Linked DNA regions of Mus musculus: regions 1, 2, 4, 5, 6 and 7 are each linked to region 3. Evidence: chromatin contacts called from public ChIA-PET, Hi-C and promoter capture Hi-C data. All regions are on one chromosome and are shown on one strand. Each heading gives the region's core, a stretch centred on a gene start, on an enhancer-like site or on the middle of the called end of the contact. The rest is flanking DNA. Distances are from core to core; before and after follow the strand shown. Region 1 holds the start of Tnfrsf11a (tumor necrosis factor receptor superfamily, member 11a, NFKB activator). Region 2 overlaps Zcchc2 (zinc finger, CCHC domain containing 2). Region 3 holds the start of Kdsr (3-ketodihydrosphingosine reductase). Region 4 has its middle 22 kb from the start of Gm20753. Region 5 has its middle 76 kb from the start of Zcchc2. Region 6 has its middle 34 kb from the start of Gm41927. Region 7 holds the start of Phlpp1 (PH domain and leucine rich repeat protein phosphatase 1).

Region 1 (2,961 bases), core at 141-2,640, 980 kb after region 3:
TCTCTTCTCTCCTTACCTCAAACACAGCCAGGTCACCTAGGGCAGTGACATTCACAGAAGCCAAAGACTGTTTTAACAGGAGAAAGGAGAATCTAAAACTGCTGAGCCAAGAAACCTCGCTGACATTTTCCCTTCCCGCAGAGGAACCCCCAAGCGCACATGATGTTTAGCAGGCTTCCCTTCATTGAACAGCTCAGTCTACCCGGACAGAAGTGAACATTTGGCTTGGTGCTTGGGGTGGCTGCCACACTGAGTAACACGGTGGTAAAGAAATCACTCCCGGGAACCGCAGTGAGACTCCTCAGTTGCCAGCAGACCAGCAACTGGGATCCAAGCTCTTTATCAAGCACTAGCGACTCCAGAGGGACCCTAACGCGGGATTCAGGGATCTGGGAGCTCTTCCTGCAGGGACTTAGGCTGCAGGGAGGAGATTCTCCACACTGACTTTTGCCTCCTCCTCTAGGCTGCTGATGGTGCCTGAAGAGCTGCCAGAAAAGCCCTGGTCCCCAAGTACTATGCATTCTAGTTACATCCTGTCCATCACCATTGGGCCCAGACCCATCCCAGGTGGAGGCAGGGATTGCAAGGCTTGTTCTTGGCATCAGTAATAGCTCGAGGCACATCACTACCCTAGTTTCTGCCATTGCAAAGACATATTTCATCCTAACATGGTCAAAGGTTTCTAAGCACAAGCAACTCCTGCCGATCCATGAACTGTTTGTGGGGCGGAGGGAGAAAAGGGAACATACGAAAAGGAAAGCTTGTCAGCTTGGCCAAAGAAACTTCCAACTCTCATCCAGGACATCTCTCCTACACTTCTCCGCCTTCGCAGTGGGGCAGATGGAGAGAAAACTAAAATAGGGAAGGGTGTGAAGACCAAGTCAGGGACCCTGCACTCCCAGGGACCCACGCGGATTGAAAGCACGCCCCCAAGGGTAGCAGGTTTTAGGAAGGAATCACTAACCTGGTCTGTACATACAATCTTACTGAGGGTCGCAGAGGTCCGCGTTAGCTACAGATGGGAAGAGCCTACTAGGTGCACCCGGAGAAACAAGGTAGCACCCAAGCTCCGTGCTCCACAGATCCCGTGGCCCAGGTTCCGGCTTCTGCAAACCTCAGCTTTCCAAGCCGCAGCACCCTCCCAGTCGCCGTCCCTTAGATCCACGCACCAGCTGGGGTCTCCATCCGGATACCCCGAGTTTCACCTGGTGCTCGTGAGGCTGGGGCGCGCCAGAGGACCTCGACCCTGGGGGACCACAGGCGACAGCGGTGCGGATCCTTACCTGCAGTGGAACGAGCAGCACGCAGAGCGCCAGCAGCGGCGCGGGCAGCTGGCGGCGCCGCCGGGCGCGCGGGGCCATGGCGCGGTGCGGGCGGGCTGGGCGCGCGGCCTCTGTGGACCGGCGGTCGCCGCCGCCCTCCGCCCGCCTCGTCCCGCCCCGTGCGCCCGGCTCCGCCCGGCACCTGCCCCCGCGCCGCCGACCAGCTCCGCCAGGGGGTGCCCGAGCGTGGGCTGCCGTGACGCGGGACAGAGATGGTTTTGGCATTCCACGAGTGCTTCAGACCCGCGCGGAGTCCTGTCCGAGTGTCCCCAGGCTCTGAGCTCTCTGGGTGCAGCACCTGCGTGCAGGCGCTAGATAGCCCTGCCAAGGTTGTCCTTCGCCTTCAGTGGACCCTGCCTTGTCGCCACTGTGGACCCTGCCTGCACAAGGTGCACCCCTGTTGGGGTTTCCTTAACTGTAACTAAAGAATCTACACAATGTAGTGTCCACGGCTCCCCCAAACCTCCTTTACCCAGCCCTATACTTCCCCTCATTCTGGCCGCCTCCAACAACCGCTTCCTCTTGGCTGTTCTCCGAGTCACCGCACCTGTCTCTGCCCTTCACCCCCTCTGTAACACTCATAGCAAGCTTTCCAGGTAGGTAGAAACTTGCCACCATGCTTAACGAAGCCCTTCACCCGAACCGCTAGGTCACCTACCTTACCTCTTCTAATACAGAACTAGTTTAAAGTCAGGAATAAGCGATCCTGTCGTATTAGTTAAGGGATTCTCATTACTGGCTTCTGGGTTTGTCTTTTTCCAAATTTCAGGTCAGTGTTGGTTACACAATGGTACATACAGCCTTGCCTCTGTGTAGTAACAGTAAGAGGAAGAGCTTTGTCTCCCAGTCAACAGAAACACAGTGTTTTCAATTCCTTGAGTGCCAGAACCGTCTCTGCCAGCTTTCTGACCTCCATGTTAATGGTTTTTCCGTCTAATTCTGAGAAACTATGGAGTTTTCTAACAAGGAAGACTGGATTTGTCTATTATTTCTTTGAATTCTGTCAGTTTTTCTCATCCTTGAAACTCCCTTGAGACATAGCGATTTATGTCTTCTCGGTACATTGACCTTTTATCATCACAACATGCCCTTCTTGATCAACATAAAATTTCACATTCTGGTCTACTTTACATTTATGTGTAGCCATGTCACCTTTCTTATGAATGCTATGTAAGTAGTATATCTGATTCTTTCCCATGCAAGACTGTTTAAAGTGGCAGCATACATTTTAGACTGTTCCTGCCTTCCTATTGGAGCGTGCACATTTAGTGATCGTCACATACGGTGAATTGAAGTCTATTACCTTTCTGATTTTTTCTGTTTGTTGAATCTTTAGTCCACTTTTATTATTGACTTCCTTTGTGTTTCTCTAAAACAATTTTGGAAACAGTATTTTATTTCATGCATTGCAATACAATTTTGTGTTAAATAAAATACTACAGTAGAACTCTTTGATTTAAAATGATATTATTTTTAAAACAGTAAAGTGGGAAAATTTTCAGGTTACAAAACCCTTTCCTGGAAAACAGTCCTTTGGATTACTTCTAAGATTCCATTTTGTCACCCATCATTAGCCTGCTTCATACATATCCTTGTTTGCGTGTGTGTGTGTGTGTGTGTGTGTGTGTGTGTGTGTGTT
Region 2 (2,738 bases), core at 192-2,691, 740 kb after region 3:
AGTCCAATCAACAGAGGGGCTGCAGAGCCTGGATCAGCAGGGGCTGCCGAGCGAGGAACTGTACAATTAGGTTTATGAAGGATCAACCTAATGTGACTGGAAACCCCCCACGGCCTAAATAATGCAGAGGATGAAGTTATTGGGTTTACACTTTGGGAAGACAGAGAGTTCTGCCAAGTCACTGAAAGAACCAAATGTAAAGTCTTCAACTATGAAGCCAGTGTAAGAATTCAACAGATGGGAAACTGAGGGAAAGAGCTGATAACAAGCTTGGTCTGAAGAAGCTACACTGAAGGACAAAAGGATGGAACATAAAAACCTAAGAGACAAGTGGGATGGATGTGTGAGCAGCCCACACACAAGGACCTCGGGGACTCTTACAAGACGGCTTCAGAGAACAGAAACTGACTATCTGAAGACATAAGCTGAGAACTTTCTAAAGTCAAAATATAGAAAGTTACAGAGTTTAGAAGCACAAGTAATGCAAACAGCTACAAAGTCCATCACGGACAACAGAGAAAAGCTCAAAGGCTCTAGGAGGAAAGGCTACCGAAAGAACAGCTCTAAGAGTGGATCAGAGAAGGGAGGGCTTCAGTCCCAGGAGAGAGGAGGAACCAGGGCTGCCACAAGCAAAGGAGTCCCAAGCTCATCTACAAAGAAAGAAAGAAAGCAGCTGCCCATAGGAGGGTCCTGACTAAAAGAGCAGAACGCTTGTGGCATTTAGATGAGGGGCAGTACTAGTAAGCTAGAAATCACATCAACAATTTGATCTGCCAGAGACATCAGGTGTCAGAGATAGGCCAACGGGGTGGCACACAGCAGATGAAAACTACACAGCCAGAAGACTGTCAGTTACAGCTTCAAAGAGGCAGCAGAAAAGAAATGCCAACCAAGACTCACTCAGCTAAGCACAGCTCAGTGGTAGATGGCTTTGATTTGTGAGCACAATAATACACAGTACAATACACAGTAATACAAAGTGTATACACACACACACACACACACACACACACACACACACACACACAAACACACACACACCCTAACTGCATTCATTTAAAAGGGAAACCATCATAGGTGGATGCTGAGGGACAAGACAGCAGAAAGAGATCTAAATGAATGCTGGAAAACAGTGCCACAATTTAAAACTATGAAGACAATGAAAATGCAGGATGACTGTAACCCAGGCAAAAGCAATACAGTGACCTGAGTCCCTTAGAGTACTCAAGGAATCGTGCAAGCACAAACTGTCTATGAATTTATGTTACCCGTTAAGAGGTGAAAGACACACTGCAATTTTGGGGGCAGCTACAAGAATAAAATTCAGTATGTAACTCTGAAGGCTGCCACAAAAGAACTTCCCCAAAGGGCAGGAAGGAAGGGGACAAAAGGGAAACAGCACGCACGGCAACTGAAAAGAAAGCAAAACAAAAAACCCACCCGAGAGGAAAATGGCAGACTCCCAGACAGCACACAGGTGAGAAGTTGACTAAACACTGACTGAGTGTAAGGTGTACAAAGGCATTTACACTTTAGAAGTTAGATACCTACTTCAGAGCGGGACTTTTCCCAGCATGTTTCTTGTGGATGATGGTGTGCTGTAACACATCTAGGGTGGGAGAAAGAAGAGTGAATTAATTCAGGACACTATGTGCTACAGCAAAGCACTGAAAGGATGCTCGTGCTGACTGACGCAGCTGGAGGGCTCCTGCCCAGCTCTGACCTAGCTCCCAGCACACAGGGCACTTCCACTTGTTTCTGTGAGACAAGGTCTACTATATGGTCCAGGCTGACCTCAAATCCAACTCCTGGCTTCATCCTCCGGGGTGCCAGGATTACTGTGTGCATTACCATACCAAGCTTACAGAAGATACCATAACAAATCTTCAATTGCCTAATACACTATTGAATTACCTCAAATGTGCACACCAATCTTACTCAAAATTATGCAATTTTAACGTGAGCGTGTTACTTCAAACTGAATTTACTTCAGGTAAAACTATTTCTATTAAAATTTTCAATATTTTTAAAAGTCCACAAGATCACTCTCAAGTTACTCTAAAAAAGAAATGATGTATGAGATCTGACTACAGGTCACCCTTTACTCCCCTGCTCCCCTCCACAGAAGTTAACTATTACCTAACTTGCTGAAACACTATAGCGAAAGCTCCATTTTAACCACCTGTGCATGTGAGTACATTCATAAACTCACAGAGGGCTATGGCGGGCTTTATTCTAACTGCTGCCCAGCAGATATACTTAGTATGTCTACTGAGACTACTTAGTTGAAACATTCAGGTGACTCCCTGGTATTTGTCACTACAAACCCTGGTGCAGCCAGCACATGGTCTAATTTCATAGATGCTGAATCAGCAGGTAGTAGCCATGATCTCCAGCTTCACTGCATCATGCCATGTGGTCTGTGCAAACACACGCGCCAATTAACATCTCATCCATAACGTCTGAGCTCCTACTGTCATATCCTGGACATCAGATGTGAAAACGGCTTACTGGTCTGATGAATGTGCGTGCAGTGGTGTCTTGGCCCTGTCCTTCACTTTCTCAATTACCTGGGAGGCTGTGTGCCTATTGGCTTGAGGGTTTCATCATATATTTCCTATGCTCCATTTTACTCACATGTTGGAATAAATTCTCCACTGATTCACATCATCCCATGATGATATCACTGACTGATCTACTGCAGAAAAATCCTCCTACTTCGAGCAATTTGTCATCTT
Region 3 (3,046 bases), core at 534-3,033:
TTTTCTGGAGCACTACGAGTCCATCCAACAAACTTCCCTTCAACCAGAGGGGTTGGGAGCCCTTCAACTTCCACCTAGTTTTACAGGTCCTGGGAATTGTTCCCTCACATCTATGAACTAACACTGGGCACAGATCAATAAAAGAAAAAGATTAATTCCTTTTGCTGTTTGTAACCACAACTACATTTCTTTAAATAAAAAAAAAAAAAAGGAAAAATATTTACCAAAAAAACAAAACCCACTATGGAAAGGTTTTAATAATCCTGAGGAAAAGAGTTTTGGAGTAGAGGGTTTGAAAGTCTGGAGTTGACCTAGCTGAGTGAAAAGTTATGCTACTACTTAAGAAAATGGTCTGGCAGAGCCCTTCAAATGCTGTTGCAGAGTGGCTTGAGGGCCAGCGATGAGAGAGCCAAAGCATGCACACTCAAAAGCTTATATGTGAAAGTACATAGATTTGGGATTTAATACCTTACTGTGACACAATAGCACAGGTTGTTCTTTGTTACGATTATAATACAATATGGATAGCCAGCTATATTGAGAAATAGAGTTTAAAATCTCTGGCTACCCAGTGAACCCTCCAAGTGTTGGAGGTTTGTTTTGCTCAAATGAGCTTTGGCCAAAGGCTAGATGTTAGCTTTATATCATCCTAATCCAGAAAGTAAGTTCTTTCTTTGCTTTGGGGAGGTTTAATAGGAATGGCTTTGTTTAAAGGAGGCTGGCCATACATGACCTTACCAAAAATGTATTCAGTGAGTGTGATGGTGAACGCCAAGACATACTAGTAGAGGTCAGAGGACAACCTACCTTGTGGGGCCAGAGGGATCTAGCACAGGACTTAAAGCTTTCTAGCAAAAGACCTTCCTTCCTTTTGGATCCAGTAGCTTTTTTTTTCTTTTGTTATTGTTTTGATCAAAAAGTGATGAGTGAAAAAATAATCTAGCCTACACTAGGATATTATCAACAATAAAAAGAAATTAAATACTGATAGGTACAGTATGGAAGAATCTTAGTATGCTAAGTCAAAGAAGCTAGGCACTGCAGAGGGCATATTATTAGAACTCCACTTGTATGAATAGACAAGTCCAGAGAGCTTTGTGATTGCCTATAACTGCACCATTTAAGAGAAAATGAGCTGGGCGTTGTGGTGCACGCGTTTAATCCCAGCACTCGGGAGGCAGAGGCAGGTGGATTTCTGAGTTCGTGGCCAGCCTGGTCTACAAAGTGAGTTCCAGGACAGCCAGGGCTATACAGAGAGAGAGAGAGAGAAACTGAACTGTGACTGTTAATGACTATAGGGTTGCTGTGTAGGGCGACAAAAGACTGTGGCGATAGTTTAGACACTAAACTAAAACTATTTTAAGTCGGTGGACCAGATGTTGGAATTAAATCTCTACAACGGTGGCTCCCCGCGCCTCCGCGTTTGCATCTGCTTTGGTTACAGGATGTATGTACAGTTTTCAGCGAAATTCAATTATCAGAAATCCAAGTCAACGCTCAAAGCGAAAGGGAGCGGTGACCATTTTCTGAGTGAGCCATAAATACACGAACTGGAATCTGTGATTTCAAAGAAGAATACCAGGACTTAGGCACAGAACAAAATCCGTGGATCCAAAAGCCACCGTTTGCAAGCCTCCCACGACGTTGGCGGGCGGGCCAACGGGGAGGCCAAGTACCCGGAGCCTACGCACGCACAGCCTGCGCAGCCGCAGCCTGAAGCTGAAGGGGGCGCGGGCCCAGGAGCTAGTCCGACAGCGGAGACCGCCCCGCCCAGGCTCCTCCTCTTCCCTTCGCCGCCGTCCCGCCCTCGCTCGCAAACCCAAACACTCCCGGCTGCTGGTGCATGTGATCTCCCAGTAGTCGCTCGGCAGAGATGTTGCTGTTGGCCGCTGCCGGCCTCGTGGCCTTCGTGCTGCTCCTCTACATGGTGTCGCCGCTCATCAGTCCCAAGCCCCTCGCGCTGCCCGGCGCGCACGTAGTGGTGAGTGGCCTCCTGTTGCTGAGCTTGCCCAGGACTGCTTGGCCGGCTTGGGCCAACGAGACCACGGTCCCGGAAAGGAACGGTTGAGTGGGGCGGGTTACCTACTGCCTTAGCCCCGGCATTGCCCTGCCCTGTCGGACCTCAGGAACCCGCCCTCCAAGGCGCCGGGCTACAGGGCAGTGTCGTGGAGAAGGCGCCAGCCTAGTTTCCAGGACTCAGGGGCTCTGCTGCTCGCTGATCCCCGGAGCATCCCTGTCTGCCACTGTTTGGATCTTCAGTTTCCCCAATGAGTCAACAGAGAGACTGAGAAACTTTGCCAAGGACACGGCAGTCGGTGACTAGCAGGATAAGGGCGCAAACCCGGATGGGAGTAGCCACAGCCAGGGAATCCTAAGGAGCCCACAGCAAGGAGGGGGTCTGGGCCTCTGGGGCTGGCCCAGGCAGCTGAGACTGTAGGGTGTCGTGTGCAAGTGACAAAGAGCCCCCAGAGGCTTCTAGGAAGTGATACACCTGAGGGGTGGCCTGGCAGGTTTGGCCAGCAGGCTTGTCTCTGAACTCAGCCAGGGTCTGCTGAGTACTGCTCAAGTGCAGTCCTTTCTGGCGTCAGAAGGAAGAGCTAACCAGCTTGATTAGAAGCTTAAGATGGAAGGAGATATGAGTGGTTTGGTTTGTTAAAGTCCGGAAGCTCGCACGTTCCTATGTGCAGGCTTGGCTATGCCTCCACCCCGCCCCCACAGCTCAGAGCCTCAACTCTGGCATTTCTCCTCGGTGTCCTATATAGACCCAAAACCCGAGGCACAGTGAGGCGAGGAGTTGCGAATAAGGACAGCTAGTATCCAAACCGGCAGCACGAATCTCCTTGGTGCCCTTAGGTGACTTACATGAGTGCATCCAAGTAAGTCCCCACTGCGTTGTTACAGGATAGAGTGGTTATCTTAGTATGATTTATCCCAAACAAGAATTTCTGGATGACAACATGTGTTTCCATTAATTTGTCTTTTGTAAAATTACTGATTTATTCCCAGCTGCTGCTATGCATGATGTGGAAAGAGTTATTAGAAAAAG
Region 4 (2,913 bases), core at 147-2,646, 610 kb after region 3:
GGAGGGCTGTGTATTTAATCATGCCCTATCCACGTTACGAGGACACATACTATGAGAACAGATGTACTACACAAACAGATCTGCTTGGGAGACCAGGAAACCTCGGCATGGATGCTTTTCTTTTACCTTATCTTGGCTACAATCAACTCGAATAACAACCTCATTTTGAAATTATTGAATTAAGGAAATACACTTTTTCTATTTGTATTTCTATGAGTGCGTGTGAGTGTGCATGTGGCATATGTGTGTGTGAATATGCACATATCTGTGTGTGTGCATGTGGGGATCTGAGACTGGTGATGGGCATATTGTTTTCTCTTAGCCATTAGGCATGTCTCTCAGTCAAACCCAGAGCTCCCCAATAACTAGTTGCGCTAGCAAGCTTGTTCTGGGGTTCCCCTGTCACCTTCTTCTGGATCTGGGATTACTGGTTGACACACAATTGACCTTTATGTCCTCAGATTTGTAAGCCAAGTACCTAGCCACTGAACCATCTCCCCAACTCCAAGAAATATGTATTTGAGGAAATCACAGTCTGCTTTCCAATCACTCCCAAGCCAACCCAGAGAGTTGGCTCAGGGAACCGGGTGGTGGGAATAGCGGATGGGGGGGAGGGAAGATCAATTGATCTCTGTTGATAAGACAGTGGTTACAATCAAATGCCCTGATGCCTTCTGCTGCCTGCCTCACAGACCCACCAGAAATGGCAAGGGCCTGGGTATGATATCCATCATATCTCAAGGGTTTTATGCTTGAGAGGAATACCTCATGATGGACTAGAGGTTCTATGGCACAGCAAGATGAATCCTCCAGGAGAGGTGCTTGCTGTCAAGTCTGATAATTTGAGTTCAATTCGTGGGGGAACCACAGGGTAGAAGAAGATAGTAGAATTCTGTCCTTCTTACACTCATGTGCATGAACTCACACAGCCATATATGCAACGGCATGGCTGAGGAGAAGCTCACTTGCAAAGACTTTAAAGGTCCCAAAAACCAGAACACACATCACATGGTCCGATAGAAGCATCAGGAAGAATTGATGCCTGATATATTTTAAGTCTCTGAAATAATTTAAGAAAGGAAGTATTAGTTGTGTTAATCTCTCTCTCTCTCTCTCTCTCTCTCTCTCTGTGTGTGTGTGTGTGTGTGTGTGTGTGTGTGTGGAGGGTCATGTAGCTGAGGCTTGCTTTGAATTATCTTATGTAGCTGAGGCTGGCCCATAACTCACAAGTGCCTGGTTCCCCTGTTTTCTTCAGAAGTCAACTGCTCTATCACAGGACTCTCTTCTATGATACTATTTTACTGCAGTTAAAAAAAGTAATCCCCTCCACCTCAGACTGCATGAAATTAGAGCAAGTGAAAGGGCAGAGAGACCGAGAAGCAGTAATATGCTCCTCTGCGTGACGGCCAGGGTTGTTAAAAGGAAAAGCAAACGTCGTCATACATTTCCCTTTTTAACCACAGCCCAGCAAGTGGTCAAAATCAGTACAGATATAAAAATAGGGCCTCGGCACCCAGTTCTCAATACCATGTATTGCTTTAATGTTTACATAGTCCCTTTTCCCTGGAACAATTTACATAGAAGACTCTTTCCCTCGGTCTCTATGTAAAGAGGTAAAGCAGGCCAAAAAAGCACATAGCCTGCGATCTCAAGCATGGCCACATAATAAAACTGTACCGGCTGTGCGATGAGACTCATTGCTGGAGGGGACTGGACTATTATTAGCACTTGAGGGCAAATATGAGATCTGGCAGCTCCTTCATTAGCCAGCCTCACACATGGTGGGAAAATGGCTCTTCATTTTCTGAAAACTAATCTCAAATACTGAATGTCTATTTTGGCTTGTGGTATACTGGCGACTCAAAAATGTTTAATTATCCATGTGTTTGGAAGAGGTGATATACACATGGAATTTATAATAAAGAAAATGCTAAAGAGTTTACAGGGGAACGCCTGTCTTGACCTCGCTCTCCAGGGAAAGCCTGCTGTCTTTTGTTTTATTCACAAAGATTTCCACGCACAGCCGTCCAAGCTATGCTTCCTTTCATCCTTCCCCGATGCTTGGCTATGCTACCACACTTACACAGATAATGAGCTTCGGTCTATTTAACAGATCAAGGTAGAACCTCCTCAACACACAAAATGCCTTGATTTTTACCTTAACAACACTGTTTCTAAAACTACTGCCTTATACTTTATAATCCATAAAATGTACCCACTTGGGGGACTAAAGGAATAGATCATTGGTTAACCCAAATTCCAATCCCAGCATCCACATGGCGGCTCACAACTCTCTGTAACCCCAGTTCCAGGAGATCTGACACTCTCTGCCAGGCACCAGGCACACACACACACACACACACACACACACACAGTGCACTGACATAATGTAGGCAAAACATTCAGGTACTAAAAAATGATTTTTTTAACTCGAATGCACAATTAAATAACTTTGAAGAACAGAGTTTTGCACTGTGATAATATTCATTGCTCTCCCCAATGTCTTACAAGATCCCACCTAGCTCCTTACTCATTCAAGTTCCCCCCCCTCTCTCTCTCTTACACACAAACACACACACACACGTACACACACACACGTACACACACACACACACACACACACACACACAAACTGAAACCAAAACCTAATAAGACAAAAAAAACAAACAAAACAAGACAAGACAAAAAAAATTTTTAAAAGCCACCAAGTCCGTTTTGTATTGGCCAGCTTATCCCTGGGCATGGAGTGTGTCTGATACACCCAATGGTACTCATTGGAGAAACGAATTGTCCCTCTCCCAGCAGGCACCAGTTGCCAATGGTTTCTCCCTTAGGAGTGGGACTTTGTGTTCACTTGCCATTCTTAGTGTGAAGATTTTGTGTGCTTTGAACCTGTGCGGGTCCTGGGTGTTT
Region 5 (3,082 bases), core at 346-2,845, 690 kb after region 3:
TCTTTTGCAGCTCCCAGGGGGGCCTGGATGTCCAAGAGCCTGAGAACCAGATGGCCCCTGCCTCGTCACAGGCTGCTGGACCCTGGAACCAGCTCCGGGTGTCCTGCACCTCAGATTGTGCTTCACCACCTCCGAGTGGTGTCCTGGGGCTTCCCTATGGCCCAGTCATGCCCTGTGGCAGAGTGGATGCAGGACCCACAATCCTACAGTCATGGTGGTACATGCTTGTGAGCCTTTAGGAAGCTAAGGGAAGAATACTGATTCAAATCCACACCAGTTTATGCTGCATAGTGAGGCTCTTCTGGCCTGTATAGCTATGCCTTGTCTCAAAAACCAAACAAGCAAGCAAGCAAGCAAACAAACAAACAAACAATTTAGCTTAGGATGTGCTGCTGATGCTGTTGACAAGAAACACTCTGAACAGGAAAGAAGGTGGAGGACAGGGGAGGAGAACCAGAGTTACAGCCTATAGCTAGGGTAGGAACATGGAACCAGGGCAGCTATAGCTCCGGTCAGCTGGCAGAGAGTCACGTTTCCTATGAGTATAAACATGAATAGCCATGACAAAGCAGGCAGTCATTTCTCACTTTGGTGATGAAATGAAAGCCTAGCCTCGGGAATAAAGGGACCATAGGGGTTGTTGTCTGCAGCATGCTAGGACAGGAGTCACACAGATCACGTGCTTACGGCAGTGGTTGCCTATGCAATTCAGAATGGCAAAGACAGCAGGAAAATTTCAAAATCTCAGAAAGGGTCTGACTTGGGCAATTGGGCTTTCTGGCAAACACTCTATTTTTCTCTTTTTTGTGTGCTCATGTGTACATGTGCATGTGCGTGTGCGTGTGTGTGCATATGTGTGTGTGTGTGTGTGTGTGTACATGTGTATGCATGTATGTTTATGTGTGTTCGTGTGTGCATGTGTATGTGTGTATCTGCTCATGTGTGTGCATGTGTGTGCATGTGCATGCCCATGAATGTGTTTGTGTGTTTGTATGTTGTTGTTCATGTGTATGTGTGTAGTGTTCATAGGTGTATGTGCTCATGTGTGTGCCTGTGTGTGTGTGTACTTGTTTGTATTTTATACATGTGGGGGACAGAGGTTAGTATAGGGTGTCTTCTATCACTCTCCGCTGGATCTTTTGAGGCAAAGTCTCTCATTGAATCTGGAGCTCAGTGGCTCAGCTGGACTGGCAGTACATGCCTGTCCCTGTCTTCCCAGCCCTGGGTTACAAACACATGTGTGTTGCTTTTTATGTGGCTAGGGATCCAAACTCAAGCACTTCTCCCACTGAGCCATCTCCTAGCCCATCTGTCTTTCTCTTTCTGGTTTTCTTTCCCATGTTCGTGGCTTCCACTTCTCTGTTACCTCATGTTTGAGCACCTCTCCTGTCTTTCTTTTTCCTCCTCACATCTCTGTTCTGTCTCCTTCCTGTTTTTCAGTGCAGTTTTTCCTGGTTATAAATATACAGTTATGGTTCTTGGAGCCTAATGATGTTCCGGCAAAAACACAAACCAGAAACAGAGAAACCGACCACAGCCCAAACCCCACCCTGGCTCTCAGACCCCACAGCTGCACTCTCAGGCTGCTGCCGCCCAACAGCTGCTTCCGATCTCTCTCGGTTCACACTTCTCCAGACGACATCTCCTAATATCAAAGACACTGCCAGCTGTCAAAATAAGCTCTCATCTTTTCATATATGAGACAATTACTGCTGAAAACCGATTATGCAAACATAAACAAGCCAAGGGAAGGAAGGGAGATTGCTGGGCTGCCCACCCCTCCCAGTCCATCCTCTCTACTGAAGCCAGGACTAAAATGACCTCTTTAGAGTCTTTAGAGCAGCAACTGGGAAGCACACCCTTCTAGACAAACTCCCAGCAAAGGAAAACAGAAAAGGGGATAAAGGAGTTTGATCTCTGGGCAAAGTGTTTAAGACAAAAGATTGACAGGACCTAAAAATTATTCTTCTCTCTTCCTCCTTCCTCCTCCCCTTCCTCCCTCCCCCTCCTCCCTCCCTCCTTCTCTCCATCATAACAATACATAATAAGCATAGAAAAAAAAAAGCAAAGTGAATTTCTAACAAGATCAGGATGAAACAGCCAGGGGCCCCAGGAAGATTAAGTACGGTGACCTTCTTGGGCATTTACAAGAGTCCTACTCACACACACACACACACACACACACACACACACACGCACATGCACATTAGACTTGAGCTGGACCTCAAACTAGAGTTTCTGTTAATCATCCTAAATAAACCAGTTAAATTTGTTCTGCCTTTGTATGCCTAGTTATTAGGTGAGGATCCTAAAATTGACTGGAAGTTTGTTTTGAGGATCATGGTTAGGAAGCAGGGTGAAGCCTGAGAGAGCCCTCAGTTGAAGGTGTGTTATCAAGTGTAAGAGTCGGTCCTTTCCAAATTGCTGAAGTGCTCGGATTTATTTTTAAATGTCATCAAATTTCCTATAACACAAAGACAGTCTATAGTGTGTGAAGATTCTGTCCCACTCAAATGGCTGTGCTTAAACCTGCTAGCCCACAGTCAAGCATCAGTAGCAATATCAGATCAAAGGAGGAAAAGCCCACAGCTGGCAGGCTCTCAAGGCTGCCCTACCAACAGGAAGGCCAGCCTGTATTGCTGGCAGTTAAGACCTGGGACTTGGATCTTTGGAGCCCAGTTGTTAATCATAAGAGCTGATATTTTGAAAGAGTGTGTCAACCTAGATGCACAGGGAAGCCAAAGCATTCAGCCAGCATACAGGGAGGTGGGAAGTGATGGGCGGTCCGCAGAGATACTGTCCAGGCTATATCATCATTAAAGTTGACAGCCTAACAAAAAGGCTCTGTCACAATAATCAGAGGTTGCAGGGACAATTGATCCTTCAATTAATGATGAACCTGAACAGGTCTGGAAAGCCAGTTTGTTCTCCTTGTGAGCTGACATGTGCCACAACTTGACAGACAGTGGAAGCTCCAGAAATCACACTGAGGTCACACGAGGACTTTCAAATTCTACCGTTGCCTACAGGCAGGAAGTGTAATAATGGTGGCGGTGCATATGGGAGTCTAGGGTGGGGTTTA
Region 6 (3,146 bases), core at 323-2,822, 860 kb after region 3:
GAGGCCAACCTGGGCTACCCAGTAAAACTCTGAGGCCAACCTGGGCTACCCAGTAAAACTCTGGATCAAATAAGCAAAACCCTCAGATTTGGTATCACAAGAATACGAAATGGCCCATTTTGAAATCCATGTTAACACATGGCAAGACTCAGCCACGTTCTGCATCGTCCATTAGCTATGTGGTGTGTGAATGGCAAAGCCATTGAGAGAGACCTGTGTCAGCAACGTTCACACCTCTGCGGATCAGCAGATCCTTTCTATGGCATCCCGGGAGCTGCAGCACTACCTTTCTGAACACTAAAGCAAGAAGTCCCCACCTTCCCACGACTTTCTCCCTCTGTCTTTCATCCTACATGGCCTAGCTCGGAGCCTGCAGACAAATGTCTCTGAGCTGACAAATGCCTCTGAGCTGCTCACACAGAAGTTCTAGGGACCAAGCTGCATACGTAATACAACTAACAGGCTTGGTACTGGAGAAGAGGAGGGAATGCGGCCCACAAGGAATCTTGGCATCAGATGCTCTACTGTCCACTTCTCAGGTTAGCTCCCAGATCCCTCTATTCTTGATCGATTCAGCACCATGCCCTTAACTGGGAAGCCCCCCCACCCCACCCCCACACACGAGCATCGAACCCCAGGTGACTGTTGAGGTTGGAATCTCAGTTCTCCGGGGGAGAATATGCCTTCTTCTCTAGCCACTGGACAGAAATAAACGCTAGGACAGAGGCTTAAGTCATCATAACAAGGACTTTTAAAATTGGGAAATGTATTTTTTTCTCCAAAGGGGACAAAGGTTTCTTGGCACTCCGGGTAGGTTAATGAAAGCACACATCACAGGCAGCAGATGGTTCTTCTTTTATTTCCAGTAATAATTGTGGTCAGGGAAAGGGTGAGAGAAACGCAAGGGCCTTTTGATCCCTGAAGCTGAAATATGAAATGCAGACTGCATTTAGTGGCTCTCAGAAAACAATAAGAAATCGTGCCTTGGAAAATATATCAGACAATGGAAAGAAAAGTTTCCTTCTGAGCTACTAATTGTTAGGTTGTTTTCTCAGGCTGAGTGCCTCATGACCAGTGAAGCCAGGTGTGAAACACAGTACCTGGCAACCGAGCACCTGGGTGATCTGCTCTTCTGAGCCATGAGAAAGAGACTGAACCTCATGCTCTACCTTCCATTTGGTCTTGATTTACACAGTGCTGCTTGTTTGTTTTTCTGCTTTAGGCATGGCCTCACGTAGCCTTGGCGGACCTTAAACTCACTCGGTAGCTGAGGATGACCCTGCCTCCACCTCCCAAGAGCTAGGAGTTTATGCAGTGCTTCGAATAGAACCCAAAACTTCGTGTATGCTGGGCACAAGCACTCTACCAACTGAACTACGCCCACAGCCTGTTTTTTATATGTTTGATTGCTTACTTTCTAGCACATGGTGGCCCTGCAGTTGCCTCCTTTTTCTTGGGGGTGGGGGTTGCCAGCTGCTAGAGCCCACACAGCTGCCGTGGCCTCCAATTCCCTTCAGAAGTTCTGAGCTTTGTAGCAGATTGACAAGAGTTCAAAGTTCAGCCTCTTTCCAGCATCAACATGGCTGCCAGGACTTTATACCCGACTGCTGTGCTGCAAGCAAAGCTGTCTCGACATCCTTGACTGTAGTGTGGCTAACCTGCAGTCTTGGAATGGCTTTCCTTGCATCCAAGAGCCAAGCATGAGTGCGGCTTTGGGGACAGCTGTGTCATTTGAAAGATGTACTAGTGTAAAATATGCCCACAATGGGGATGTCCCACAGTAACAGAAATACATTTCTTACATTCTAGAGGCCAGAAGAGATTGGCAAGGCCATTGTTCCCCTACAGATTCTGAGCAGGATCCTTTCTCATCCCTTCCTGGCTTCTGGGTTTTGCTAATCATCCTTGGTTTGTGCTTGCATCCTCTAGCCTCTGCTCTCTGGTCCCAGAACTTTCTTCTGGGTTTCTCTGTGTATCCTTTTCTGTTAAATGGACAATCTCATTGAGCCTGGGAGTCACCCTTGACACATCTTTCAACAACTCTTTAAAACAACCCATTTACCAATAAGCTCACATCCTGAGGTTCCAGGCAGATATGGACCAAGTCCAGGTCTCTCAGCATCTTTGTTCTGTAAAACCTAACCTTGACAATGGGATGTGCAAAGATACATGTCTCTAAAGAGGGTGAAGATGGTGGCTGCTGCTTCAAGGACCTCCCTACCTGCTTACCTCTTGGCTGAAAGCATTCCCCTTACCCAAAATAGTTTTTCAACGATTTGACTCAATCTTCAAGACTCTGTCCTCAGGGAAAGAGAAAATTTCTCCAGGGGCTTTTCTCCAGGAGTCAAGAAGAGGCTGGCATACATTTGAGTCATCTGGCTTTGGAATAGGAGGGGCCCTCACAAAAGCCATCTGCCCCAAGAATTGGGGGTGGTTGGGAAAGAGAGTCTGTCAAATTAAATAATTTCCCTGAGAAATTACCATTGCTTGTGGTCTTCAGGTGCTATGCTTCTGTTACAAACCATGATGAAGTAACCTCCCCCTTGAAGTTAGCTCTCCTGCTCTTGTTTGGGAAATGAGGTGGGGCATGGATGGAGAAAGGGGAAAGCTTGGGACTGAGGAAATCCAACAGGAGAACCTGCAATCCATCCCAGGAACCAAGTAGAAAACAAGGCACAGTGGCATGTGTTTATAACCCCAGTGCTGGTGAAGCAGATACAGGGAGATCTCTGGAGAACTCTGGCTATCCAGGCTGGCCTGATACCAAGTCCCGGGTCCCAATGAGAGATCCTGTTTCCAACAAGGTGGGAGAAATCTAAGGAATAACTCCTGAGTTTGACCACTCCCTTTCACGTAGACACATACACACATGTGCATGCACAAGAACACATGAAGACAAGCTTACATGCACAGACACATGGACATGGAGATAGAGTGGACCGATCACGAAGGAGCAGCATGTCAAAAGGTAGAGAACACACACATCATTCAACTCAAACTTACGGCTCTACCATGCACCCATGTTGCAAATTGAGATTGGCCCACACGTTAGAATCCCGTGTGACAAGTGTGGCTGAGCTGAAGGCTGTGCCAGAAAAGATGCCAAGACTGCATCTGGGCAACCTGGGCAGAGCCATGAGAGCGTC
Region 7 (3,171 bases), core at 1-2,500, 590 kb after region 3:
GAGGTCTTCGGGGAAGGCGGCCGAGGCTGCGCGGGGCGGCCGGGGCGGTGGGGCATGGCCGGATCAGCCTCTAACTCCTCCGACGACGACGAGGAGCCGCCGCCGCCGCTGCTGTAGGGGTCCAGCCGGTCTGACACGCTCTCGGCGCTGGGGCTCAGGCTGAAGCTCTCGGTGTCAGAGGCCGGGCGCGGGGCGCGGGGAGGGGACCCGGGGCCGCCCGCGAACAGCTCTCCGGGGCTGGAGTCCGAAGGCGCGGGGCTGATGCGGGGTGCACAGCGCGTCCAGGCGCCCCCGGGCAGCGGCAGATCGGCGGGAGGCGCGCGCGCAGGGCCCCGGACAGCACCAACAGTGCCGCTCGAGGGCGGTGGCTCCACGTCCCTTCCGTGCTCTCCGTCCAGGGTCTGATCGCTGGCGGCAGGGGCGGCGGCGGGAGGCGGCCCGTAGCCCAGCACCTTCACCACCCCGCCGCCTTTGTGGCCCAGCTGCAGAAGCCGGGCCGCCACCTCGGCGGCCGTGGTGTCCAGCGTGCAGAGCACTGGGCGCAGGTAGGACGAGGCCATGTGGCGGTCAAAGACGTGCACACAGCCCCGCTGGAGCTGGTGCCTCACCCAGTCCCTGTCCGACGGCTGCAGCTGAAGCAGCTGCCGGTGCTTCAGGAGCAGCGTCTTCCTGTCCAGGCTCCGGGTGCACAGCGACGCCGAGGCCGAGCAGGACGCCGGGAGGCCGCCAGCGGCCGAAGACGCCGAGGACGGCGACGAGGACGACGAGGCGGCGGCGGCGGCCGACAGATTCCTCTTCAGCCGCCCTCTCTTCAGCAGCAGCGAGTTGGCGCCGCCGCCGGCCGCGGGCACCGGAGCGGCCCCACCGGCCGCGGGCTGGGGAGCTCCCCGCCGCCGCCTGCGCCCGGTGCCTCCGGCGCGGCCGGGCAGCGGCCCCGGCGGCGCCTCGCAGGGGGCCTCCTCTCGCGCCGCGCCGCCGTTCCCGCCGCTCGGGGCCGCCGCGCTCAGCGCGGGATCCGGACACCGGCCGCCCTCGGCCGCCGCCGCCGCCAGGGCTTGGTCCTCACCCGTGGGGTCCGCGAGTCGCTGTGCCGGGGCTGCAGCGGCGGGCTCCATCGTAGCGGGGCTTCACGTCGCTCCCCCAGCTCCGGAGGCAGCGGAGGAGGAGGAGGTGAGGCGAAGGTGGGAGACGGCGGCGGCGGCGGCGCGAAGAGAACGGAGACGCCGATGGCGTTCGGCGCGGCCGCTCCAGAGGATTATGTGGCGATCCGGAGCATTCCGTCGGTGTCTCGGTGTTCCATCCCGCGCGCCGCCCGCCCGTTTCGCCGCCACCGCCCCCCCACACACACCCTCCCCGCGGGTCGCGGGCTCCCCAGCGCCAGGCCCCGCCCGCTGCTGGACAGCCTCAGCTCCCGGGAGCTGCGGCCCGAGCTCGCCTCATGAATATTAATGAAGCGCGGGAAGGCGGGCGGTGGCGGGGCGGAGTTGATCATGAATATGCATCGTTAGCATGACGACATTTCTGCGGAGAGCGGGAGGCTGGGGGCGGGGCCTCAGGGTAAACAAACGTGACGCGTGCGTACGGGGGTGGGGCGGAGCTGTTTCCCAGGAGGTTTGTCCTCGCCATAGAGGAGAGGTGGCGAGAGGGGCTCGCGTTGCACAGTGGGGGTTGTAGTTCATCTTCGTGTCGAGGATACCCAGAAGAGACCAACAGCGAACTACAAGGCCCAGATATCATCAAATTCTGCCCACCCTCTCCTCCAGCTTCTGGCCCTTGTTGGTGGGTATTGTGCCCTCTGCCGTTGAACTCTGTGTCCTGTGAACGTTTTTCATTAACTTGATCCTCTCCTGCTTGCCAGATGAGTTTTATTTTCCTGGCTAATTGAAATTGAGAGTTTTTAGGAACTCTAAACTCTAGGTAAGGCCTTTGTATGAGACAAAAATACATACACAGTTCACAGGATCGCTGGCCCCGTCTTCCTGACTTTTTCCGCACTTTTTTCAAGGCCCATGAAAGCTAGCAGTGTTTGCACTCAAATTAAACCCATTTACTCCCTCCCCTATTAGGACAGAAATAGCTAAGGACCTGCTTGGAGCCTTGTATCCCGTTGGTTTTAAGCTTAAAAGAAGCTTAACGACACAAAGCAGTGGACGAAGGAAGAAATATTAAAATGGAGTCATAGTGGGATAGGAGATAGACTTGCTTTCTCTTGGTTCTTTCTGGATTTTTCTTTCCGCACTCGGGGCCGGGTAGAAAGGGTGAATGAGACAAGGTTTCCCAGTCTAGTCTGTTCTCCATACTTCCGTCCACAAACTGCTCACCACCTACGCTCTACCTATGTTGTATGGGTGTTTACTGTTACATTGTATGATCTATAAACATTTTTTTATTGGTTGAACCAAGCTGGTTTAGGGCAATTAACTATTTGAAATAATTTGATAAACGTTGGTCATTGAGTTGCCACTCTCATGATGGCATTGCAGATGTAGACACTAATTAAAAGTCTTTTTCCGGAGTTAGAGGGCTCAGCAGCTAAGAGCGTGGGCTGCTCTTCAAGAAGACCCATATAATAGCTCACCCTGAAGACAGTGCTCCAATGTAATGCATAGACATATTCCAGGCAAATCATTCCTATACATAATGATAATAATTTTTTTAAATTAAGTTCTTCCTGACACTCGATAGACTAAAACAGGAAGAACTTTATGAGCTCAAAACTAGCCTCTTTTACAGAGCAAGCTCCAGGCCAGCCAAAGTTACATAGTAACTCAAAGAATAATAGTAATAATAATAATGAAGATATCCTGTACCTTACCTTTGGGTTCCAGAAGACTAATATTTATTATGGGAATATTATACACACATGCATATACATTTATTTATAGTTATAAGTCTCAGTGGTGATGCCTTTATCCTGCCATTCAGAAGGCAGAGAACAGCAGATCTCTGAATTTGATGCCAGCCTGGTCTACATGATGACATCCTGTCTCAAAACAAAAGAAGTTATGATAATAGTTGTCAAACACTGTTAGGGCGGTGGACAGACACTTGATTAGATCCAATTGGACTGAATTTAGAATCACCATGGAAACACGGGGTATGTGTGTGAGGGTGAGGTGCCCTGAGCACTGACAAAGTGTGCCCAGCTGTCTGGAACTCCTGCCACGCTGC

Evidence for each region. Promoter capture Hi-C pulls out the DNA fragments that hold promoters and counts their contacts. Hi-C and Micro-C count contacts between places; a contact is called where the count stands out from the background. ChIA-PET counts read pairs in DNA pulled down with a chosen protein or histone mark.
Region 1: a contact with region 3 is called in a promoter capture Hi-C map of liver, with 2.3 times the contacts expected there. The contact joins the promoter of Tnfrsf11a here to the promoter of Kdsr in region 3. A contact is called at or near these places in 4 of 39 promoter capture datasets (hippocampal neurons, liver and pre-B cells), 4 of 115 datasets of contacts at active chromatin or transcription factors (bone marrow-derived macrophages, craniofacial prominence, large pre-B cells and 1 more) and 1 of 9 other capture datasets (embryonic stem cells).
Region 2: a contact with region 3 is called in an RNA polymerase II ChIA-PET map of memory CD8 T cells, with 17 read pairs. The contact joins the enhancer-like site here to the promoter of Kdsr in region 3. A contact is called at or near these places in 8 of 39 promoter capture datasets (the 3T3-L1 cell line, the HPC-7 cell line, cranial neural crest and 5 more), 1 of 484 Hi-C or Micro-C datasets (embryonic stem cells), 10 of 115 datasets of contacts at active chromatin or transcription factors (SST interneurons, bone marrow-derived macrophages, embryonic forebrain and 5 more) and 2 of 9 other capture datasets (embryonic stem cells and liver).
Region 4: a Hi-C map of CD4 T cells shows a contact between it and region 3, with 3 times the contacts expected there. The contact joins the enhancer-like site here to the promoter of Kdsr in region 3. A contact is called at or near these places in 2 of 39 promoter capture datasets (frontonasal cranial neural crest and hippocampal neurons), 1 of 484 Hi-C or Micro-C datasets (CD4 T cells) and 3 of 115 datasets of contacts at active chromatin or transcription factors (embryonic stem cells, large pre-B cells and regulatory T cells).
Region 5: an RNA polymerase II ChIA-PET map of memory CD8 T cells shows a contact between it and region 3, with 8 read pairs. The contact joins the enhancer-like site here to the promoter of Kdsr in region 3. A contact is called at or near these places in 3 of 39 promoter capture datasets (the C10 cell line, pre-B cells and second pharyngeal arch cranial neural crest), 1 of 15 datasets of contacts at CTCF or cohesin (large pre-B cells), 3 of 484 Hi-C or Micro-C datasets (LSK cells, olfactory sensory neurons and ventricular fibroblasts) and 21 of 115 datasets of contacts at active chromatin or transcription factors (the NIH/3T3 cell line, T-cell acute lymphoblastic leukemia, astrocytes and 13 more).
Region 6: a contact with region 3 is called in a promoter capture Hi-C map of liver, with 4 times the contacts expected there. The contact joins the enhancer-like site here to the promoter of Kdsr in region 3. A contact is called at or near these places in 5 of 39 promoter capture datasets (cranial neural crest, hippocampal neurons, liver and 1 more) and 2 of 115 datasets of contacts at active chromatin or transcription factors (astrocytes and double positive thymocytes).
Region 7: a contact with region 3 is called in a promoter capture Hi-C map of liver, with 2.2 times the contacts expected there. The contact joins the promoter of Phlpp1 here to the promoter of Kdsr in region 3. A contact is called at or near these places in 23 of 39 promoter capture datasets (the 3T3-L1 cell line, 3T3-L1-derived adipocytes, the C10 cell line and 17 more), 29 of 484 Hi-C or Micro-C datasets (CD4 T cells, CD8 T cells, the G1E-ER4 cell line and 19 more), 19 of 115 datasets of contacts at active chromatin or transcription factors (CD4 single positive thymocytes, the NIH/3T3 cell line, astrocytes and 13 more) and 3 of 9 other capture datasets (adipose tissue, embryonic stem cells and liver).

What each region holds. Positions count from the first base shown.
Region 1 is chr1:105,779,152-105,782,112 of GRCm38.p6, reverse strand. It overlaps Tnfrsf11a (tumor necrosis factor receptor superfamily, member 11a, NFKB activator), which reads right to left and starts at 1,390. Exons shown (of 10, transcript NM_009399.3): 1 at 1,284-1,390. The coding sequence starts at 1,361.
Region 2 is chr1:106,018,719-106,021,456 of GRCm38.p6, reverse strand. It overlaps Zcchc2 (zinc finger, CCHC domain containing 2), which reads right to left. Exons shown (of 14, transcript NM_001122676.1): 8 at 1,552-1,609. Among named protein-coding and RNA genes, the nearest start is that of Zcchc2, 30 kb to the right of the region's middle. Within about 2 kb of position 1,441, at least 41 of the 459 cell types and tissues checked have an H3K27ac peak or open chromatin away from gene starts, as enhancers often do. A contact at or near this core is called in the HPC-7 cell line, bone marrow-derived macrophages, memory CD8 T cells and 1 more, where this site is marked.
Region 3 is chr1:106,758,479-106,761,524 of GRCm38.p6, reverse strand. Kdsr (3-ketodihydrosphingosine reductase) reads left to right here and starts at 1,783. Exons shown (of 10, transcript NM_027534.2): 1 at 1,783-1,981. The coding sequence starts at 1,874.
Region 4 is chr1:106,147,719-106,150,631 of GRCm38.p6, reverse strand. No RefSeq gene overlaps it. Among named protein-coding and RNA genes, the nearest start is that of Gm20753, 22 kb to the left of the region's middle. Within about 2 kb of position 1,396, at least 20 of the 459 cell types and tissues checked have an H3K27ac peak or open chromatin away from gene starts, as enhancers often do.
Region 5 is chr1:106,064,479-106,067,560 of GRCm38.p6, reverse strand. No RefSeq gene overlaps it. Among named protein-coding and RNA genes, the nearest start is that of Zcchc2, 76 kb to the right of the region's middle. Within about 2 kb of position 1,595, at least 57 of the 459 cell types and tissues checked have an H3K27ac peak or open chromatin away from gene starts, as enhancers often do. A contact at or near this core is called in T-cell acute lymphoblastic leukemia, double positive thymocytes, embryonic basal ganglia and 3 more, where this site is marked.
Region 6 is chr1:105,898,762-105,901,907 of GRCm38.p6, reverse strand. No RefSeq gene overlaps it. Among named protein-coding and RNA genes, the nearest start is that of Gm41927, 34 kb to the left of the region's middle. Within about 2 kb of position 1,572, at least 9 of the 459 cell types and tissues checked have an H3K27ac peak or open chromatin away from gene starts, as enhancers often do. A contact at or near this core is called in liver, where this site is marked.
Region 7 is chr1:106,169,948-106,173,118 of GRCm38.p6, reverse strand. It overlaps Phlpp1 (PH domain and leucine rich repeat protein phosphatase 1), which reads right to left and starts at 1,250. Exons shown (of 17, transcript NM_133821.3): 1 at 1-1,250. The coding sequence starts at 1,115. Gm20753 (predicted gene, 20753) reads left to right here and starts at 1,595. Exons shown (of 3, transcript NR_040630.1): 1 at 1,595-1,779.